Regions from separate parts of the Mus musculus genome. Here region 2 is linked to region 1. The links are chromatin contacts, called in public promoter capture Hi-C maps. All regions are on one chromosome and are shown on one strand. The core of a region is the stretch at or near the end of the contact, and the rest is flanking DNA. Distances in the headings are between cores, read along the strand shown.

Region 1 (3,451 bases), core at 90-2,589:
TTTCACCCAGCATCTGGCTCCTGAATCTTCATTTGGTAAGTCAAACATCTGGCATTTTGTTTTTTTTTAAACAATGAAGAGATGTTATTGCAGAGTCTAATAAAACATAAAGAATCTCGAGGACTTTAAAAATATTATATTCCAAATAACTGGAAAACTTAGATGAAATTAATAAATTTCTAGACTCATGAGACCTATCAAGATTAAACCGAGAAGATATAACAGGTGTCTAGCCAGCTGAGGAGTGGAGGGCTGCTGGTGGGTCAGTCTCATTGGCCCTCAGGGGCTCCCTCCTTTGATAGATGGAAAACTTGAAGTAACTTCAGGCTACCCTCATTTTTGGAAAATAAATAGAATTATTCACGAAGTAACTGAGTCAATGGGGTGTGAATTAGACAATAGTGTACACATACACTATGCACTCATATCCTGTGCACACACACTGTGCACACATGCCCTGTTCACACATGTCCTGTGCACACACACATTGTATACACACACTGTGCACACACAAACTATACACACATATACTCACATATACACACATACCCTGTGTACACATACATTGTGCACACATACTGTGCACACACATACTGTGCGCACACACTGTGCACATAAACCCTGTGCACACACACACATACACATACACAAACACTGGGCTGCAATACTATGCCAAACAAGAGTGCTCTAAAGGGTGAATACTTCTGCCAGATGTGAAGTGTGTGGGTGGATTTGGTGGTGTTTGGTTGGTTAATTTGGTTCAGTTTTGGTTGTTGTTGTTGTTGTTGTTGTTGTTGTTGTTTTGAACAGGGTTTGTTTATATAGTCTTTAATGTCCTGGAACTAGCTCTATAGACTAGGCTGGCTTCAAACTCACAGGGACCTTGCTGGGTTCGTATCCTAAAAGATAATTCTTCCTTCCTTGTTTCCCAGATCAAGGCTCACCCGCTGCGCTTAGATGCAGAAAGTTTGATTTCATAACTTGTCATAGTGGAAAACTGGGTTTGTCCATAGAGTTTCTCCTCTCACCCTAGAAAAACAAAACAAAACAGGATACACCCCATGTCTATGCATGCATGTGGGTGTCCATGGAGGCCAGAAGGAGCCACCAAGACCCCTGCCTGTGCTGGAGTAACAGACGGTTTACTTTGATGCTAAAAACCAAACCCGGATCCACTGCAAGAGCAGTGACTTAACAATGACTCATTTCCCCAACCACTAAATTGTTTTCAGTTTTTAAATCCAGTTAGTTATTTGTTAACTTCAGAGGCAAGCCAAGCTGCCTAGGACTGAAGTCTCACTGTTGCCCGTGAGTGCCAGCCAGTGCGCCACACTCTTGTTGGAGATGAACTGTAGGGCCAAAGGTCAGTGTCAGCCCAGGGACACCACCATTCCTGGTTTCTTATCACCTCATAACTGGGGGTGACTGGGAGCTCTGACATGGAGCAGGGCTGCGTGTGTGTGTGTGTGTGTGTGTGTGTGTGTGTGTGTGTGTGTGTAGTTTATACATGGTTAAATAAAGTAATAGTTGGGGAGACAGCTTAAGCAGATCCACAATCATCAATGAAATTAAAACAGAAATGAAGAGCCTCCCAATAGCTGAGCAGTGGTAGTGCACACCTTCAGACCCAGCACTTGGGAAGCAGAGGTAGAAGGATCTCTGTGAGTTTGAAGCCAGCCTGGTGTACAGAGTGACAGCTATGGCTACACAGGAAAATCTTGTCTCAAAAACCAAAACACCAAAACCCAAGAAAACAAAAGGCTTAGGGTTTTACTGCTGTGAACAGACAACATGACCAAGGCAACTCTTATAAGGACTGGCTTATTTAATTTAATCGCATTTAATTGGGGCTGGCTTACAGGTTCAGAAGTTCAGTCCATTATCATCAAGAGCATGGCAGCATCTGGGCAGGCATGGTGCAGGAGGAGCTGAGAGTTCTCCATCTTCATTTGAAGGTTGCTAGCAGAATACAGGCTTCCAGGCAGCTAGGATGAGGTCTTAAGCCCACGCCCACAGTGACACACCTACTTCAACAAGGCCACACCTCCTAATAGTGCCACTCCCTGACCCAAGCACATACAAACCATCATAAGAGGTAAGCACAGAGAAGCAAACACTGGAGCTGGTCCACAAAGCAGGAACAGTGGGAACACCACCAAATGCATCGATGAAGGCAGCACTTCCCTGGTACCAAAACCAGAAGAAGAAACGAAGAAAGGAAATTATAGTCCAACTTCCTTGGACACAGGAACAACAACAACCAATCAATCAAATTTAGGCAAACTAACTCAAGAACACGTTCAGGCAGGAGCAGATGGACTGGGCTAAAGTATAAAGAAAACGTCATAAAAGACCCATTACTCTAGGTGCACACCAAAAAAGTAATTTTTAAAATAGGAAAGGAACAATGATAACATTGGGGAGACAAGAGCCAGGACTGGACCATCCATAAGTCCAGTCCCAGGGGATCTGGTGCCTTCTGACTCCTGAGGTCACTCAGCACACACGTGGTGCATGCACATACATGAAGGTAAAACATATAACATCAATAAATCTAAAAAAAAATATTTTCAAAGAAGGTGAGTGACGACAAGATGACTTAGCAGGTAAAGGGACTCAGTACCTAACCTGACAACCAGAGTTTGGTTCCCAGGATCCATACAGTGGAAAGATGTAGCCGTCCAGCAGCCATGGATGAACTGGGTACCTGAAAGGGAGGCTGGAAATGAAAAAGGATGGGGCAGAGATAAGAGAAGGATGAAGCCAAGACAAAGTTTTCTGATCAAAGCTCAAAGTTTAATATTCAGCTCTGTGTTTATATAGGGAAAACCCACAGACCCGTCCTTTGTTTCAGCTGGATTGTGTTCCTGTAGGAAACCGCAGAGGAGGCAAGGCAGGAGACTCCACCCTAGGTCGGAGGAAGACCAACTGGGGCAAACACTTAAAGTCTATTTAGCCTGCTCAGGGCTGGGGGAAGGGCACAGAAAGAGAGTTCCACTAGACAGGAGCACTATGGCACATGAACATACACATGCATATACCACACAGACAGACAGACAGATGACAGACAGATGGAGGGATTCAAGCATGCACACACGCATGTGAAAGACCCACAACGTGAGGACTCCCCCACGTTCTGACTCAGGAGAGGCGACACCCCAAATCACTCACGAGAAACGGTCTTGCTGCAAACTGCAAGAGGACTTTTATTTCAAGAGCACTCTCAGGCCCATAGTCATACACCATGCAGGGGTAGAGGACCATGGCGCCCTGGGTAGCTGGGTAAGGGGGTATTTAAAGGAAGAAACCACAACTCAAGGAGGCGGGGGAGGGCATTGTTGGAACATACCAAAAAATACCAGTTAAGAGTCACAAGGAAGTGGAAAGTCAAGACAGTTTTCTAGGAGCCTCTAACAATAGCACATTTGCATAGCGGGTTCCAGCAACAGTC
Region 2 (3,323 bases), core at 36-2,535, 1.5 Mb after region 1:
TGGCTATACAGAGAAACCCTGTCTTGAAAACCAAAAAAAAAAAAAAAAGATCTTGTCACTTCCTAAAGATCAGCAGCCAAGCCTGTGCATGAGAGCTTTCAGGTGGCATTTCTGACTCCAGCCAAGCATTCTCATGTGGTTCGAATGACAACAGGTCCCATTGGCTCAAGTTTGAACAGTTGGTCCCCAGCTGGTGAAACTGGGAAGGCTTAAGAGATGTAGCCTTGTTGGAGGAGGTGTGTCATTGGGGGTGGGTCAGGGGGTTTCAAAAGCCTCCCACTGGGCTGGAATGATGGCTCAGCAATTAAGAGCACTGACAGCTCTTCTGAAGGTCCTGAGTTCAAATCCCAGCAACAACATGGTGGCTCACAACTATCCATAATGAGATCTGATGCCCTCTTCTAGTGTGTCTGAAGACAACTAAAGTGTATTTACATATCTTTTTTTTTTTTTTTTTTAGGTTTTTCGAGACAGGGTTTCTCTGTGTAGCCCTGGCTGTCCTGGAAATCACTTTGTAGACCAGGCTGTCTTCGAACTCAGAAATCTGCCTGCCTCTGCCTCCTGAGTGCTGGGATTAAAGTCGTGTACCACCATGTCCATACTTACATATAATAAAAAAAATCTTTTGCCGGGCATGGTGCACATGCCTTTAATCCCAGCACTCGGGAGGCAGAGGCAGGCAGATTTCTGAGTTCGAAGACAGCCTGGTCTACAAAGTGATTTCCAGGACAGCCAGGCCTATACAGAGAAAGAAACCTTGTCTTGAAGAAAAAAAAAAAAAAAAGTAAAATCCCCCACCCTCCCTAATGTTCTCTCTCTTCCTCTTTGTTCCGGGTTCCAGATGTGACTTTCAATCACCCTTCATTCTGCCAACATGGATTTTAGGCCTCTGAAGCTCAAGTGAAATTAAACCTTCAGGTTTCCCTGCTTGCGTGTTTTCTCTCAGCAACAAAGAGCGACTTAAGACAATTCCCCAAAAATAAACAAGAGAGGGAGGGCCTGGTGGCACACACTTTTAGTCCCAGCACTACGGAGGCAGAGACAGGAAGATCTCTGTGAGTGTGAGGCCAGCCCAGACTCCAGAGAAAGATTCCATCTCAAAATAAACAAACAGGAGGACATACTGATATGAAAGGAACTTTGACTACCTTTGACTGCTTTCTATTTTATTATACTGTTTATCTTAGCTGGGGCTGACCTTGAACTAGAGGGTTGGGATGCAGCTGTGGTAATAGAGTACTTGCTTAGCTGAGAATGAATGTGAAATTCTGATCTTGTCTCTGCATCCCTGATTCTGGGGCTGCAGGCATGTGTTGCTGCTCCCAGTGTTTATGGCACTGGGGATGGCTTCCAGTACTCCACCAACCGAGCCACGTCCCTTTGGCTGAATATTTCATACTCCAGGGCATAGAGTAGCTTCCTGTTTTTCACAGCTGACTGATATTTTGATTTTTTTTTTAGTTGTCAACGCTGAGATGACATTTTGTATAATACATACTACAAAATGGCAATTTCAAAAATTGTTAGAAATTCTATCCTAATCTTAAGCTAAAATTTAGTCAATGGTCATTTATTTACTTTGGAGACAGGATCTTACCATGTACTTTTGACTGACCTGGAATTTGCTATTTAGACCAGGCTGGTCTTCAATTCACAGAAAACTGACTGCCTTTGCTCCTGAGTGTTGGGGTTAAAGATAGATGCCTTCATACCTGATCTATCATTCAATGATCTATCTTTCTTTCTTTCTTTCTTTCTTTCTTTCTTTCTTTCTTTCTTTCTTTCTTTCTTTCTTTCTTCCTTCCTTCCTTCCTTCCTTCCTTCCTCTCTCTCTCTCTCTCTCTCTCTTTCTTTCTTTCAATAAAACTTAAGTCAACAACACAAATAACACTTTAAAAAAGCAAATGTCCGCCGGGCGTGGTGGCGCACGCCTTTAATCCCAGCACTCGGGAGGCAGAGGCAGGCGGATTTCTGAGTTCGAGGCCAGCCTGGTCTACAGAGTGAGTTCCAGGACAGCCAGGGCTACACAGAGAAACCCTGTCTCGAAAAAAAAAAAAAAAAAAAAAGCAAATGTCCTATGGGTATAGTGGTAAACACCTTTAATCCCAGCACCCAAGAAGAATAGGCATGAGTTTGAGGCTAGCCTGATCTACATAGTAAATTCCGGTTCAGCCAGGACGACAACAAAGCAAACATTCTAACATAATACACTCTATAGATGTGCTACTGTGGCCTGACGGCATGCACGGTAGTACACTAGCGTGCCATGTGTTCAAAAGCAAGACTACCGAGGCCCGTGATACAACACAGGCACATGTGGTCAGAAACACGTCAGATTCATTTCATGTTTGACTTTGAATTCGGTTTTGGAGTCTGCGTGTCCAGAAAACTTCTGCTGCCACCAAATGTCTTGCACACCCATACAATCACTTAGGTGTCCATAGGGGGTCTCCACTCACAGTCTAGGAAGCTATAGGTCAGTGTGGTGGTTCATGACTATAATGCAGCATTTGGGAAGTGGAGGCAGGGGGAATCAGGTGTTCAAGATCAGCCTGGCTTACTTGAAAAAGAGAGAAAATGGTGCAAAGAGAGAAAATGGTGGGAAGAGGAAGAAAAGAAAATGAAACTAAATGAAATTATGAGTCAGGCAAGCACTTTATGGCTGAGCTATATATCCTTAGCTTCCTTTTCCTCCTCTTCCTCTTCCTCTTCCTCCTCCTCCTCCTCCTCCCCCCTTCCTCCTCAGCCCTATCCTCCTCACCTTCTGTTTGTTTCGATAAGATCTGGACTCATTATAAGCCTTGGTCTGGAGCTTGCTAAATAGACCCAGACTGTCTTTAAGTTTGAAGCAATGTCCTTGGATTACTGGAGAGCAATACAATGCCTGCTTTCTGTCTCATCTTATTTCAGTTCCAGGAGATTACATCTGAACTCCACCTACCATTTTCCCCCACCCCCCACCCCCCAAAAAATTAAAAAATAAAAAATGAAGTGAACCTGGGTAGGGGAGCTGCCTTAAGAGATTCTAACTGAAAACAAAACAGGCTAGGGGTGTCACTCTGTCCATACAGTATTTACCCAGCATTCATAAGGACCTGATTTGATCTTCAGCATTATATGGTCTGGGCTTGTTGGCACATGCCTGTAATCCCAGCATTTAGGAGGCAGGAGGATCACAAGTTTGAGGCCAACTTGGGTCACACAGTGGATTTAAGGGTACACCTCCCAACCACATAACAAACTGTCTCAAAGAAATAAAAACAGGCCTTAGCCATGGGATTGCCCTGCCTCACATTTTCAGACCTGAGCATGATGGTCTTCAA

What was found. Promoter capture Hi-C pulls out the DNA fragments that hold promoters and counts their contacts.
Region 2: a contact with region 1 is called in a promoter capture Hi-C map of liver, with 2.7 times the contacts expected there. The contact joins two enhancer-like sites. A contact is called at or near these places in 1 of 39 promoter capture datasets (liver), 1 of 484 Hi-C or Micro-C datasets (B cells) and 1 of 115 datasets of contacts at active chromatin or transcription factors (large pre-B cells).

Annotation. Positions count from the first base shown.
Region 1 is chr10:127,149,447-127,152,897 of GRCm38.p6, forward strand. No RefSeq gene overlaps it. Among named protein-coding and RNA genes, the nearest start is that of Gm51819, 8.9 kb to the right of the region's middle. Within about 2 kb of position 1,340, at least 62 of the 459 cell types and tissues checked have an H3K27ac peak or open chromatin away from gene starts, as enhancers often do. A contact at or near this core is called in liver, where this site is marked.
Region 2 is chr10:128,601,491-128,604,813 of GRCm38.p6, forward strand. No RefSeq gene overlaps it. Among named protein-coding and RNA genes, the nearest start is that of Erbb3, 14 kb to the left of the region's middle. Within about 2 kb of position 1,286, at least 18 of the 459 cell types and tissues checked have an H3K27ac peak or open chromatin away from gene starts, as enhancers often do. A contact at or near this core is called in liver, where this site is marked.